Regions from separate parts of the Hordeum vulgare genome. Here regions 1 and 2 are each linked to region 3. Evidence: chromatin contacts called from public Hi-C data. All regions are on one chromosome and are shown on one strand. Each heading gives the region's core, a stretch centred on a gene start, on an enhancer-like site or on the middle of the called end of the contact. The rest is flanking DNA. Distances are from core to core; before and after follow the strand shown.

Evidence for each region. A called contact is a pair of places that touch in the nucleus more often than the background predicts.
Region 1: a Hi-C map of leaf shows a contact between it and region 3, with 2.4 times the contacts expected there. The contact joins the enhancer-like site here to the promoter of LOC123448236 in region 3. A contact is called at or near these places in 2 of 6 Hi-C or Micro-C datasets (leaf and seedling) and 1 of 1 datasets of contacts at active chromatin or transcription factors (embryo).
Region 2: a Hi-C map of seedling shows a contact between it and region 3, with 4 times the contacts expected there. The contact joins the promoter of LOC123448239 here to the promoter of LOC123448236 in region 3. A contact is called at or near these places in 3 of 6 Hi-C or Micro-C datasets (leaf and seedling).

Annotation. Positions count from the first base shown.
Region 1 is chr4H:154,370,273-154,375,215 of MorexV3_pseudomolecules_assembly, forward strand. No RefSeq gene overlaps it. Among protein-coding and RNA genes, the nearest start is that of LOC123448234, 23 kb to the right of the region's middle. Within about 2 kb of position 3,494, at least 3 of the 3 cell types and tissues checked have open chromatin away from gene starts, as enhancers often do. A contact at or near this core is called in leaf and seedling, where this site is marked.
Region 2 is chr4H:155,635,016-155,640,036 of MorexV3_pseudomolecules_assembly, forward strand. LOC123448239 (ribulose bisphosphate carboxylase/oxygenase activase A, chloroplastic) reads left to right here and starts at 2,332. Exons shown (of 6, transcript XM_045125069.1): 1 at 2,332-2,470; 2 at 2,592-2,993; 3 at 3,145-3,230; 4 at 3,482-3,954; 5 at 4,085-4,366; 6 at 4,592-4,853. The coding sequence starts at 2,435. The coding sequence ends at 4,707. It overlaps LOC123448238 (ribulose bisphosphate carboxylase/oxygenase activase B, chloroplastic), which reads left to right. Exons shown (of 2, transcript XM_045125068.1): 2 at 1-1,280. The coding sequence ends at 1,107.
Region 3 is chr4H:154,885,125-154,889,872 of MorexV3_pseudomolecules_assembly, forward strand. LOC123448236 (very-long-chain aldehyde decarbonylase GL1-11) reads left to right here and starts at 1,719. Exons shown (of 7, transcript XM_045125066.1): 1 at 1,719-1,876; 2 at 1,998-2,135. The coding sequence starts at 1,844. It overlaps LOC123448237 (elongin-C), which reads left to right. Exons shown (of 3, transcript XM_045125067.1): 3 at 401-825. The coding sequence ends at 482.

The DNA.
Region 1 (4,943 bases), core at 2,244-4,743, 510 kb before region 3:
ACGGATGGGTAGTTGAACTAACAGACGGAAAAATTTCGAAGTGTCTACTCTGCAACATACACACAAATCACGCTGAAACAAAAAGGGGGGGCGATCTGCGCAAGCGCGCCGGCCCAAACTTTCGGCCGGCCGCACGCGGGCCGCACAATTCACCAACCCCTGCGCGTCAGCACCGTTAGATCCGCATGCAACATTTTTCCCCTATGCAGCAAAATTTCGATTCGATGTAGCAATTTTTTCAACGGTTGTAACAAAAAAACAAAATTTGTAGCAAAAAAAATATCTACGTGATTGTAGCAAAAAAATGAAGCTGATGGTACGTGGTAGCAAAAGTCAAACGCCGGTTATAACAAATATTTACGTGACGTGTATGCAACTTTTTTAGTGAACGGGTTGTAGCAAAACATGATGCCTATTGTAGCAAAAATTAACACGGTTGTAACAAAAGTAAAAAAACATCGATTGTAATGAAAAATCCGACGAACTAGAGTTGCAACCAAATGTATATGCAACTTTTATACTGGGACAAAATATAATAAAAAAATGCTTGCAGCAAAAATGACGCTGGTTGCAACAAATTTAGACGAAAAATGTTGCATCCATTGATCAACGAAGCGCGCGGAGTGGAAAAAATGTTGCATGGGCCAGCGCCCGAGGGGGCGACCGGCGCGTCGGTTCGGCCGGCGCGCCGGGTGGAAACGATTCCCAACAAAAAGGGGAGGAACCAAGGTCAAACCCCATACATGCCCTGCTCGCTGCTGCACAGTCTACAGCGTCATGCAAGGTAAGCTATCCTGCCAAGCAGTTCGAATAAATCCACCGAAAAAACAAAAGGGGTGGAAAATATATATTATACTGGGACAAAATATAGTAAAAAATGCTTGCAGCAAAAATGACGCTGGTTGCAACAAATTTAGACGAAAAATGTTGCATCCATTGACCAACGAAGCGCGCGGGGTGGAAAAAATGTTGCATGGGCCAGCGCGCGAGGGGGCGACCGGTGCGCCGGGTGGAAACGATTCCCAACAAAAAGGGGAGGAACCAAGGTCGAACCCCAAACCTGCCCTGCTCGCTGCTGCATAGTCTACAACGTTAGGCAAGGTAAGCTATCCTGCCACGCAGTTCGAATAAATCCACCGAAAAAACTTGTTGCATGGGCCAGCGCGCGAGAGGTCGACCGGCGCGTCGGTTCGGCCGGCGCGCCGGGTGGAAACGATTCCCAACAAAAAGGGGAGGAACCAAGGTCGAACCTCAGACCTGCCCTGCTCGTTGCTGCACAGTCTACAACGTCAGGCAAGGTAAGCTATCCTGCCACGCAGTTCGAATAAATCCACCGAAAAAACAAAAGGGGTGGAAAATATATATTATAATGGGACAAAATATAATAAAAAATGCTTGCAGCAAAAATGACGCTGGTTCCAACAAATATAGACGAAAAATGTTGTATCCATTGACCAACGAAGCGCGCGGGGTGGAAAAAATGTTGCATGGGCCAGCGCGCGTCGGTTCGGCCGGCGCGCCGGGTGGAAACGATTCCCAACAAAAAGGGGAGGAACCAAGGTCGAACCCTAGACCTGCCCTTCTCGCTGTTGCACAGTCTACAGCGTCAGGCAAGGTAAGCTATCCTGCCACGCAGTTCGAATAAATCCACCGAAAAAACTTGTTGCATGGGCCAGCGCGCGAGGGGGCGACCGGCGCGCCGGGTGGAAACGATGCCCAACAAAAAGGGGAGGAACCAAGGTCGAACCCGAGACCTGCCCTGCTCGGTGCTGCACAGTCTACAACGTCACGCAAGGTAAGCTATCCTGCCACACATTTCGAAAAATCCATCGAAAAAACAAAAGGGGTGGAAAATATATATTATACTGGGACAAAATATAGTAAAAAAAATGCTTGCAGCAAAAATGACGCTGGTTGCAATAAATTTAGACGAAAAATATTGCATCCACTGACCAACGAAGCGCGCGGGGTGGAAAAAATGTTGCATGGGCCAGTGCGCGAGGGGGCGACCGGCGCGTTGGTTCGGCCGGCGCGCCGGGTGAAAACGATTCCCAACAAAAAGGGAAGGAACCAAGGTCGAACCCCATACCTGCCCTGCTCGCTGCTGCACAGTCTACAGCGTCAGGCAAGGTAAGCTATCCTGCCACGCAGTTTGAATAAATCCACCGAAAAAACTTGTTGCATGGGCCAGCGCGCGAGGGGGCGACCAGCGCGTCGGTTCGGCCGGCGCACCGGGTGGAAACGATTCCCAACAAAAATGGGAGGAACCAAGGTCGAACCCCAGACCTGCCCTGCTCGCTGCTGCACAGTCTACAGCGTCAGGCAAGGTAAGCTATCCTGCCACGCAGTTCGAATAAATCCACCGAAAAACAAAAGGGATGGAAAATATATATTATACTGGAACAAAATATAGTAAAAAAAAATGCTTCCAGCAAAACTGACGCTGGTTGCAACAAATTTAGACAAAAAATGTTGTATCCATTAACCAACGAAACGCGCGGGGTGGAAAAAATTATTACATGGGCCAGCGCGCCGGGTGGAAACGATTCCCAACAAAAAGGGAAGGAACTAAGGTCAAACCCCAGACATGGGCCAGCGCTCCAGGTGGAAACGATTTCCAACAAAAAGGGGAGGAACTAAGGTCGAACCCCAGACCAAAAGGACGCGTGCTTGATATCGAAACCTCGACCTCACGGTCGCGCTGGCTTGGTCGAACCAGCTCGGCTAGGTGAGGTGCTTTGTCCTGAGAGGGACTCACCCGAAATAGCTAACATAAGGGGACGCCTTCTCTGCTGAAGCAGAGAGACGCCAGAGTCTCTCGCCGGTGCAGACTCACACACGCGCACGCACATGAACGGCAGCGGGGCGCGGCTGTTGCGCGTCCACTGCACCCGCAAGCTACTGCTGCCTACTGCAAGCACTAAACCTACTGCTGCTAAGCAAGCTACTGAACCTGCTGCTACCGCTGTCTGCTGCTGCAACAGAGTAGAGCATCAGCGAGCTTGCGCTCGACGGCGGGGCCTCAGCCAGAGAGGGGAAGCGACGGAGGAGGCGCAGCTCACCTAGGGTCTCAGAGAAGGGGATCGGGCTACGGAGATGAAGAGGATGTTGAGCAGAAGCGGAAGAAGACTCACCGGAGAGGAAGAAGACGGCCGCCGTCGTGGACGTCGAGGAAGCAGCTCCTACGCCGATCTCTTCGCGAAAATGGAACCTCCCGAACGTCCTGTTGCTCCTAGTACTGACGGAGAGAAAGAAGAGCGCCGGATCACCACGGCCCCAAGCTCTTGATCGAGCCGGCCATGGCGTGGAGCAGCTCGGGTTCACCCCCGGCGGTGCTAGGGAAGAGAGGAGGGAGAGAAATGGAGATGCTAGGGTTGAGAAGGGTTGGGGTGCCTCTTATGGCCCTCTGGATGCGAGCCAGCCGTTGATAGAGGAGGAGCTCTGATCTGGTGGTGGCTATGGAGTCGTACATGTGAGGTCGAGAGGTGGGAGAAGAGGGACCCGCTACGGGCTGGACCGAACAGCTACTGCGCCTATAAGGGCTGGCCTGGCTCTCTCTTAACTCAAACCAAAGAAGAACCTCTGTTTTATTTTGTAAAACCAGACAACCACATAAATCCCGCAGAAATAAGAAGGGGTTTTGAAATAAAATAAAAAATACTTTGCTAAACAAAATAATATAGCCTATTTAATAAAATAGGTTTAACTATTTTTAGGGAAAGCAAAATATATGCTTTATTAATAAATCTAGGCTGTTTTTCAAAGAAACGGAATATCAAGGCTTGGAGAAAAAATAAAAGAACTCCACTTCACCACTCACAAAAATTGAGATGAAAGGTGGAACATTTGTATAGGTTTTTTAAAGCAAGTTGAAAACACATTTAGCAAAATATTTGAATAGGGAGGGTTTTAGAATCATGGAGCAACAAAGGTTTTGAAGGGGCTTTGTTGCACCCACACTTATGCACAAGATCACAAACATACACCCTCAAATGATCATCAAGGTGGCGTCCATGACAAGATCAACCAATCAAGACAAAAGGGGAAAAGAAATAAGACATGCATGATGCATGAGATGCACATGAAATGACACACCACAAGCCTATCATCCATAACATTGCATCAACACAGTTGCAAAACATGGAAAGGATTACAAAAGGGGAAGGAAAAGCACTTGGGCTGTTACAAATAACATGTAACCAGCCTTCATCCAACTTGAGCTCTATCACCACAACCCAGTGCAATTCTACCTCACGGACAATCAGCCAAAGACGTCGCCACGTGCGCCATCACCTTCACTCGTGCGTGAAGCATAGTCTTGTCACTCGCCTTCAGAAGCCCTGACCAGTACATTAAGAAAGAACAAGCAGTGAAAACAGCTTCTAACAGACTTCTAACCACACGCTTCTCAAAAGTAACTTTTTTTCGAGTGCACCATATACTCCAACATAAAGCAACCAGTATCATCATATAGAACTTCCTACCCCCCAAGAAGGAATGTGTACAACCAAGCACAGGATTGCCACAAGGCTCGAGGACAACATGTCGCACCTACAGCCAACCCAAAGGCCCCCCAAACAGAACGAGCAAAGATGCAACCAAAAAACAAGTGTTTCGCCATTTCAACATTCTGACAGAATGAACATAAGGGGTTTCCGGACCAGTTCCTCTTTCGCATATTAACTCTAGTAAGAACAGCGTTTTCAAATGGTTGCCACAAGAAGATTTTAATCTTCAAAGGAATTTTAGCCTTCCAAACCCATTTATAATGAGGTACTGCAAGATCTTTTTCCAACCAGTTGTAAACTAATTTAATAGAGAACAACTAGTTAGGAGTAAGTTTCCAAACCACCTTCTCAGTAGAATGAGATAACACCAAGTTCCGAGCACTATTAACAATCTCTTCCCATTGTCGAGCCAGCTCTCGAAAGAGAGTATGCCTA
Region 2 (5,021 bases), core at 1,082-3,581, 750 kb after region 3:
TGGAAGGGTCTGGCCTACGACATCTCGGACGACCAGCAGGACATCACTCGGGGGAAAGGCATCGTGGACTCCCTGTTCCAGGCCCCCATGGGCGACGGCACCCACGAGGCCATCCTAAGCTCCTACGAGTACATCAGCCAGGGCCTGCGGAAGTACGACTTCGACAACACCATGGACGGGCTGTACATCGCGCCGGCATTCATGGACAAGCTCATCGTCCACCTCGCCAAGAACTTCATGACACTCCCCAACATCAAGGTTCCTCTCATCCTGGGTATCTGGGGAGGCAAGGGACAGGGCAAGTCGTTCCAGTGTGAGCTGGTGTTCGCCAAGATGGGCATCAACCCCATCATGATGAGCGCCGGTGAGCTGGAGAGCGGCAACGCCGGCGAGCCGGCCAAGCTGATCCGGCAGAGGTACCGCGAGGCGGCCGACATTATCAACAAGGGCAAGATGTGCTGCCTCTTCATCAACGACCTGGACGCCGGCGCGGGCCGGATGGGCGGGACGACGCAGTACACGGTGAACAACCAGATGGTGAACGCCACCCTGATGAACATCGCGGACGCGCCCACCAACGTGCAGCTCCCGGGGATGTACAACAAGGAGGAGAACCCCCGCGTGCCCATCATCGTCACCGGCAACGACTTCTCGACGCTGTACGCTCCCCTGATCCGTGACGGGCGCATGGAGAAGTTCTACTGGGCGCCCACCCGCGAGGACCGCATCGGCGTGTGCAAGGGCATCTTCCGCACCGACAACGTCCCGGACGAGGCCGTGGTGAGGCTGGTGGACACCTTCCCGGGGCAGTCCATCGACTTCTTCGGCGCGCTGCGGGCACGGGTGTACGACGACGAGGTGCGCAAGTGGGTCGGCGAGATCGGCGTGGAGAACATCTCCAAGCGCCTCGTCAACTCCAGGGAGGGGCCGCCCACGTTCGACCAGCCCAAGATGACCATAGAGAAGCTCATGGAGTACGGCCACATGCTGGTCCAGGAGCAGGAGAACGTCAAGCGTGTGCAGCTCGCCGACAAGTACCTCAGCGAGGCGGCGCTCGGCCAAGCCAACGACGACGCCATGAAGACCGGTGCCTTCTACGGCAAGTAGAAGGTCCTACTCTACTTAAGATGCATGCATGCACTATATATATGTTGGACTATTTTGGACCCGAAATCCACTCAAACTTTTTGATTCATCGCCGCACAGGTAACCCAATTGTAAGTCTCTTCTTGAAAGAGAAAGGAATTGTATATGTTCTTAAATCGTCATTTTCCGCTTAATCATTTCTCCAATGGATGCAAGCTAGGGTCCCAAGTCCCAACAACCTATATATCTCTTGATATTAGCACTTGTCGGAAGATTAGCACATATGTGGAAATCATCTGAAGCTTGTTGATTAGGTACGAGTACTGTGGATGTGGGGGGTCATGACTCATCACATACATACATATTTTCCCTTTGACGGATTACGGAAACCCCAATTTGCACCACAAAGTTGATTAACAAGGACAACATCACTAGAAGGTGTATTGGACAAAGATTGTGCGAGCCAAACGGCTCGCATTCATCGTAATGATCAATTAATGGTCTGTACTAGACCCAAACAATGAGAATACCAGCAGGGAACTTGAGCTAGGCAACACGAATTACATTTACATGAAAACATTAGACACGTTCTATAATCTTTTCATCAAAGCAAAACTGCATGGCTACCTTTTCTCTTAATACGCTTCATTTTTTTTTACCGAAGTGGCAATATTTATTGGAGTAGACAAAAGTACAAACCCATGTGCTTGATGTCAACCAGGACTTGATTTGTGTGGTGCCAAATGACATCCCTAGCTTGATGGTTATCAACAAACCAGTATATGTATGGCAGCAACAAATTTGTGGTACTTGGAACTAGAATACAATCTTGGGTGCCTCATCCAACAAGCAACGAGAGACCCTTTTTTTGTGGTTATGCAATGACATGGCTTGGCTAATAAACAAGATAGTATATACGGGCGACCGAGTGAAAGGAAAAAATGAAAGGCACGGAAGAAATGGGAGATGATTTGAGCATGAATGGTTAGATTCTGTGGCCGTGGAAGGCCATGGAATTGATGGCCAGCAGACGTATCTGCAGCTGCAGCTGCAGCGTTTGGTCTTGACGGTCCAAGTCATCCAACCGGCCGGCCAAGACGCTCAGAACCCAATCTCCAGCGTGTGGCCTCTGGGGGATCGGGAGGCTGATCCACAAGCAGGGGTGTGTGTATGCCGCCTCCTCCTCCAAGCTCCCCACAGCAGAGCAGCAATATGCCAATCCACGTGTATTTAAGGCGTCACATAGCTCGGCCTCTATACTTTGAGCAGCAGCAGTCATTCATCACTGATCACCAGCACAGCCGCGCGCATCCACCGTTGCTAGCAAGGTCGACCAAGCAGCACAGAGATGGCTGCTGCCTTCTCCTCCACCGTCGGGGCTCCGGTGCGTACCACACACTGATCGATCGATTGATTGATTGCATCTCTTGCTTAGTGATGATATCCTATCAGTGTCTTCAGCGGCATCTCATGTGTGTATATGTAATGTAATGTAATGTATACAGGCTTCTACGCCGACCAACTTCCTCGGGAAGAAGCTCAAGAAGCAGGTGACCTCGGCCGTGAACTACCATGGCAAGAGCTCCAAGGCCAACAGGTTCACAGTCATGGCAGCGGAGAACATCGACGAGAAGAGGAACACCGACAAGTGGAAGGGTCTTGCGTACGATATCTCCGACGACCAGCAGGACATCACCAGAGGGAAGGGCATCGTGGACTCGCTCTTCCAGGCGCCCACGGGCGACGGCACCCACGAGGCCGTCCTCAGCTCCTACGAGTACGTCAGCCAGGGCCTGCGGAAGTACGACTTCGACAACACCATGGGAGGCTTCTACATCGCTCCTGCTTTCATGGACAAGCTTGTTGTCCATCTCTCCAAAAACTTCATGACCCTGCCCAACATCAAGGTACCTTTTTTTTTCTTTTCTTTTTTTGAAAAAAGGAGGTTGAATTAATCGATGCATGCAGACATCGTTATTTAATTTAATTGATTATTAGCAGAAGCAGCAATAAAATGAATCATTCTGATTCTGAAACTGACCTTGAATCGAAATTCAGATCCCACTCATCTTGGGTATCTGGGGAGGCAAGGGTCAAGGAAAATCATTCCAGTGTGAGCTTGTGTTCGCCAAGATGGGCATCAAGTAAGAATTTACATTCATCTACTTCCTCCCTAAAGAAATACTACTCCCTCCGTTCCATAATATAAGTCATTTTAGAGATTTCACTAAAGGACTACATACGGATGTATATAGACATACTTTAGAGTGTAGATTCATTCTTTTTGTTTTGTATGTAGTTTCTTGATGAAATCGCTTAAAAGACTTATATTTAAGAACAGAGGGAGTATAAGATAATAGTAATAATAGATAATGACCTGTGCTTTTTGCCACAGCCCCATCATGATGAGTGCCGGAGAGCTGGAGAGTGGGAACGCTGGAGAGCCAGCCAAGCTCATCAGGCAGCGGTACCGTGAGGCTGCAGACATGATCAAGAAGGGTAAGATGTGCTGCCTCTTCATCAACGATCTTGACGCTGGTGCGGGTAGGATGGGCGGAACCACGCAGTACACCGTCAACAACCAGATGGTGAACGCCACCCTGATGAACATCGCCGATGCCCCCACCAACGTGCAGCTCCCTGGCATGTACAACAAGGAGGAGAACCCCCGTGTGCCCATCGTCGTCACCGGTAACGATTTCTCGACGCTCTACGCTCCTCTGATCCGTGATGGTCGTATGGAGAAGTTCTACTGGGCTCCCACCCGTGACGACCGTATCGGTGTCTGCAAGGGTATCTTCCAGACCGACAATGTCAGTGACGAGTCTGTCGTCAAGATCGTCGACACCTTCCCAGGACAATCCATTGGTATATTTCTCTTGTTTCCAAATATATATATATATATATATATATATATATATATATATATATATATTCATCAGGGCAGACAAGTTGTATATCAGTAATTAACAAAGTATCATGCATCGATCCGATACAGACTTTTTCGGTGCTCTGCGTGCTCGGGTGTACGACGATGAGGTGCGCAAGTGGGTCGGCTCTACCGGAATCGAGAACATTGGCAAGAGGCTGGTGAACTCGCGGGACGGGCCCGTGACCTTCGAGCAGCCAAAGATGACAGTCGAGAAGCTGCTAGAGTACGGGCACATGCTCGTCCAGGAGCAGGACAATGTCAAGCGTGTGCAGCTTGCTGACACCTACATGAGCCAGGCAGCTCTGGGTGATGCTAACCAGGATGCGATGAAGACTGGTTCCTTCTACGGTTAGAAAATTCTCCATACACACCCACCATCTCTTGCTGCATAGGAGGAGGTGAACTACGCACAATCTTCTTATACTTTCAGCAACTACTTTACATGCATACTTCTTTCTCACTTTCTTACTTCGGAAAAAAAAAGGGAGTGGAGGCCTGTTTTTCTTACCTGCTCTTCCGCCGGCATATCAAGCTCATCTTCTCATCACGTCGTCCAAAACAATTAAATTGCAGGTAAAGGAGCACAGCAAGGTACTTTGCCCGTGCCGGAAGGTTGCACCGACCAAAATGCCAAGAACTACGACCCAACGGCAAGGAGCGACGACGGCAGCTGCCTTTACACCTTTTAAGCATGCCACTTTTAATATCTGATGTTTTACCTACCTAAGTCCGCATCGCATCCAAGCGATTGCTGGGCATGTTTTGTTAATATATCTCTAAATATATTGAGTATACCCATTTGGCAAAGACCAATACACCTACTTATCATTTGTCACTCTCAGTATTCATTCCTTCAGTGGAGACTCCTTCTGCTTTGTTGCAAACAGAACAAGAAAGTATTAATTTGAGCTTCAGCTTATTAATTATTATTGCACAAACGCATGGAAACTGAGAGTCAATTGCGATCATGCGATACATACAGCGTGTAATTTTAGCCCTGATG
Region 3 (4,748 bases), core at 469-2,968:
GGAATGTCTCCTCCCACTGAAAGCACATCGCCGGAAGACCTGGAATAAATCCAGGAAAATGCAAGCACCAACGTCAAGTCTGGGACTTGAACTCTGGTGGGCAGCGGATACCACAATCCTCCTAACCATCCAACCACGGGTTGGTTGCTGCATGTTGTCATTTCGTGTGTAGAGGAGATGAGATTTTTTCGTCAGTACAAGAGAATTTGGTGTGTTTTCACATATATTGCAGATTCCACCCTTACTTTGGGTAGTGAAAATACGCCTTGCATAAGAAACAGAAGCAGTGTACTGATAGGCTTTGTATTAAGTGGTGTGTTTAGTTGGACTAGCAGTGAATGCGATGTTTGCATATCGCATCCGTTGCGTTTGTTTGACGACTCTGTTGTTTTGTTTGTAGTGGGAAAGAGACGGCGGAGTTCCCGATCGAGCCAGAAATAACCCTGGAGCTGATGATGGCCGCAAACTACCTCGACACTTAGCCTGGAAAACTTCATGGTTGACATGATGAATCCATCGTCCATTTGGGTTCACTTAGTAGAAAACGTGATGTTCCACCATTGTGCTTGCCTTGTCTTGTAATAATAGTAAACTACTCCCTCGGTTCCTAAATATAAGTCTTTTAAAAGATTTCACTAGGGGTCTACATATGAAGCAAAATGAATGAATATACATTTTAAAGTATGTCTATATACATCCGTATATAGTCCATTAGTGAAACCTTTAAAAAGACTTGCAGGAACGGAGGGAGTAGTAAGGTTGCTTGCGAATTGCGATGGATGTATTGCACAGTTATCAGCAGGAATCTGTCGTTACTGGACCTAACAGCTTGGCCGGGATCAGATCTTGTTGATATATCAACCAAAACTCAGAAGTGAAGCGCGACCAGATCTTATCAGCTGTATCATCTGCTGTATTGGACTGTGATCAGCTGGGCACATGTCGCTTGTTTTCTATACATCACACACACAAAGATTCCACGCAAGTGATGCAACCGGATTCCATCGACCATTAGCCAGCGCAGGACGTTGTGACCTGGGCCGGCTGCTACGACTCTCATCCAACGTTATTAATACTTGTTGCGTTTCATAGTAGTTCTTGCTGTCATGGGTATGATAGTGATCTGACCAGTTCTTCCTTGTGATAGTAGTTTTGTCATAACATTTGATGTCGATGCGGCAACACACAAAAAACACATGATTGGAAATGTGATGTGGCTGCATCAGCATGAGATCCACAAAAACATACCAGACGCCTTCTTAAAAATAAAAAAAACATAAACGACATCACACCATCAGATCTATCCTCATCCTTATCCTAGCCCTCGGATCTAGCCAAGAAAACCCATCACAAATTCTCTCTCTGGGAGTGGTCATTCGATGGTCCAGTGTCCTTGGTCAAAACTTTATTATGTACAGTATATGGGATGTTTGTACTTCTGGTGAATCTTTATGACATATCCCAAGCACTTTATTGAAACCTCTAAAAAAACTTGTATTTTGAAATGAAGGGAGTACAACGATACAAACTGAAGTAGTCATGAATTAATGCTTGCGGAATTAGTTGAGTCTTATCTGCAAGCATGCATTTTTATAAGGGAAAAAAAGGAAAAGGAAATGAGTCGAAGGGGGCGGAAAACCACACACACACACGTGGACGCATCTAGTCCGGGTGTGATGACCGAGTGACACACAGAACCAACACATATATTCAGCCAGGAGGAAGCGAGCAGAGGAGGCGGAGGAGGAAAGCTCCAAGGGCGGCCAGCCAGCCAGATACAACATACAGCACCGAGAAAGATTCTTCCCCCCTCCTCCTGCCATCCGCCGCCGGCCACCCAGCAATGGCGGCCACCCCCCTCGACTCCGCCTGGGAGGTACGCGCCTATCCTTCCGATCTCTGTCTCCCCTCCCCGCTATACGTGCCGATCTTGACGGATCTCCTCCTCTCCCTTCGGTCGCCGTCTCCGGCCTTGTCGTCGGGATCAACGAATGCAGTGGCTGATCACCAACTTCAGCGAGTTCCAGCTGGCCACCGTCGTCACCTTCGTCCTCCACGAGAGTGTCTTCTTCCTCTCCGGCTTCCCCTCCCTCCTCTTCGAGCGCTTCGGACTCTTCGCCAAGTACAAGATCCAGGTCTGTTCCTACTTATCTCGCACGCTTCTTGATTGATTTGATCCGTCCACTATATAGACGTGTCTAGGACCATCTTGCACGTCAAATGCGTGTGTATATCTTCGAAATTTCGCGACAACATGGTTGGAGAACAGTCAGGGAAGATAACCAAACCTTTTTTTGCAACCTATGTTTGGATGCTTTTCTTTTTCTCCTTTTGTAAAAAAAACTTTCCCTATCATGACAAGCAAGACCGACGAGTAAGACAGCCGAACCAGAAAGGGATGCGTCTGCTTTCTTTATATTGTGTGTACTGATATTATGAACCAAGCATGAGTAGGCAACACTCATTTTCGTTTGGCTCTCTTCGCTACAGTTTCAAGAAACTATTTCTGCCTCATGCTATTAGAGTTTAATAAAGTGATACATGGTGCCTTGCGTCCAAATGAAACTGCCCGGAGAAGGAAAATAAGGATGAGAAACACTGGTGACAGGGCTCAGCTAAACATGCATCGAAAGACTTATGGATTTTCACTGTAGATGCTGCACTAATACTTAAACCTTGTATTTCTTGATCAAGCTATAATAAATTCCTGCCCCGAGGTTATGATTTCAAAATATGAAAATTAAAGTTGCAAGCTGAAAAAATCCTTGGACTTTGGAATGCTTTAATTCTAAGCACTCTGGGAATCAATCCCTGCATCATCAGGACCAACAAATGCCCAAGTAATGAGATACAAGATGCAGGTCTGCTCTTAACTACGTCACACGCTTCTTGATTGATCCCTCCACTAGATAGACATATATAGGTCCATCTTCCATGTGAAATGCATGTGTACCACACATGGCGGGGAACTGTTAAAAGAGATAACGCGGGGATAGACAGGGAAGGTACCCAAACCTTCTTCTAAGCTGTTAATGGATGTTTTTCTCTTACATAACTTTCTCCATTATGGCAAGTAAGACAGCCCAAGCAAGGAAGAAATGTATCTGATTTATTTCGATATGATACTATATGAACCTAACAACACCAGGAACCAGCTGTTTTCATTTCACGTTCTTTGCTCCTATTTAAGAAACTATTTCTGTCGTTGAAGGAGATATTTCTGACTTTTGCTGTCAGAGATTAAAAAAAAAAATACACCTCACACCCAAATCAAAATGTCTTCTGAGGAAACAGAGAATAAGGATGGGATACATTTAGTCGGCTAGGCGTGTGTGTGGTCATCGAAAAGTCTTTTACATAACTTTCTCTATCAAGAAAGTGATGTATCTGTTATTTCAATTGTATGGTACTGAGGTGAACCAAACAACACTAGGCATCAGCTGTTTTCGTTTCACGTTATTTGCTCCTATTTAAGAAACTATTTCTGACTTTTAAAGAACTGTTTCTGGCTTTTGCTGTTAGAGATCCAAAGTAAAAAATTACACCTCACACCCAAATCGAAATGTCTTCCGAGGAGAAGGAAAATAAGGTTGGGATACATTTGGTCAGCTAGGTGTGTGTCTGTGGTTATTGAAAAGTATTCCACATAATGTTCTCTATCAAGGAAGTGATGTATCTAATTTATTTCAATTGTATGGTATTGAGGTGAACCAAACAACAGTAGACACCACCCATTTTCGTTCCATGTTGTGCGCTCCCATTTGAGAAACTATTTTTTAGTTTTCCTCTTAGAGATTCATATTCAGACATGTTGTATGATACTGACATGAACAATACAAGAGTAGGAAATACTCATTTTCGGTTGGTTTCAATGCTCCTGTTTAAGAAGCTATATCTGCCCTCTGCTATTAGAAGAAATTTATGGTGACATATCACACCTTGTGTCCAAATTAAGCCAGATGAGACAATGATAATGGGGATGACAAACACTTTGTCAGCGGTGGCGGAGCCAGGTTTGAAGTTTGTATGTAACTTCATTTGACATTCCAAATAGATCTAGATGGCCAAAATCTGTGTGATACAACTACCAAACATAAAATGCAATAAAACATAAAGTTATAAAAGTTGCTGGCATTGGCACCCGGCGACGGAAGATCCTAGTTGCAACATGTAACCATTTTTGTATGCATTTAGATGTCAGTTGGGTGCGTCCACCCTATTGCCTTCCGTACTGTTGTTATAATCGCGACTCAGCTCTAGCTCCTCTGTCCATCACTGTTGTTTGTCCCTCTCATTCCATCTTAGGGTGCTGGTGGGTGCTGGTGAGTTCAATATGTGGCTGCGTGGTGGCTGTGGGGTGCATTGTGTGGTGCGAGTCGAGATTTGGGCTGGCCAAAGACTTAGCAAGAACAGAAGATTGCAGCCTTTTTTGGTCTGGCACATACCGCGTAGACACAAGTGTAAATGAAGTTGGTGGTGGACATTTTTTGTGCACGCATAATGTATTGGCCCAGGCCTACGATGAATCAAGCAGGCCTCCCCTCCTTCCTTACGCGGATCACATACACCACTTCACCTTCATACCTGCAGATCAAAGCTTACGTTTGGCGTTCCATGGTAACATAGCTAAGGGTATGAGGAGGTGTGCTTCCCTAGTTAGCACCTGGAGACCTAGGACTGATACCCCTGCTTGCCCCTATGGTGGCACAGCCCATGGGCCACAGGGCTCAGCTAAACCTGCGTCTCTA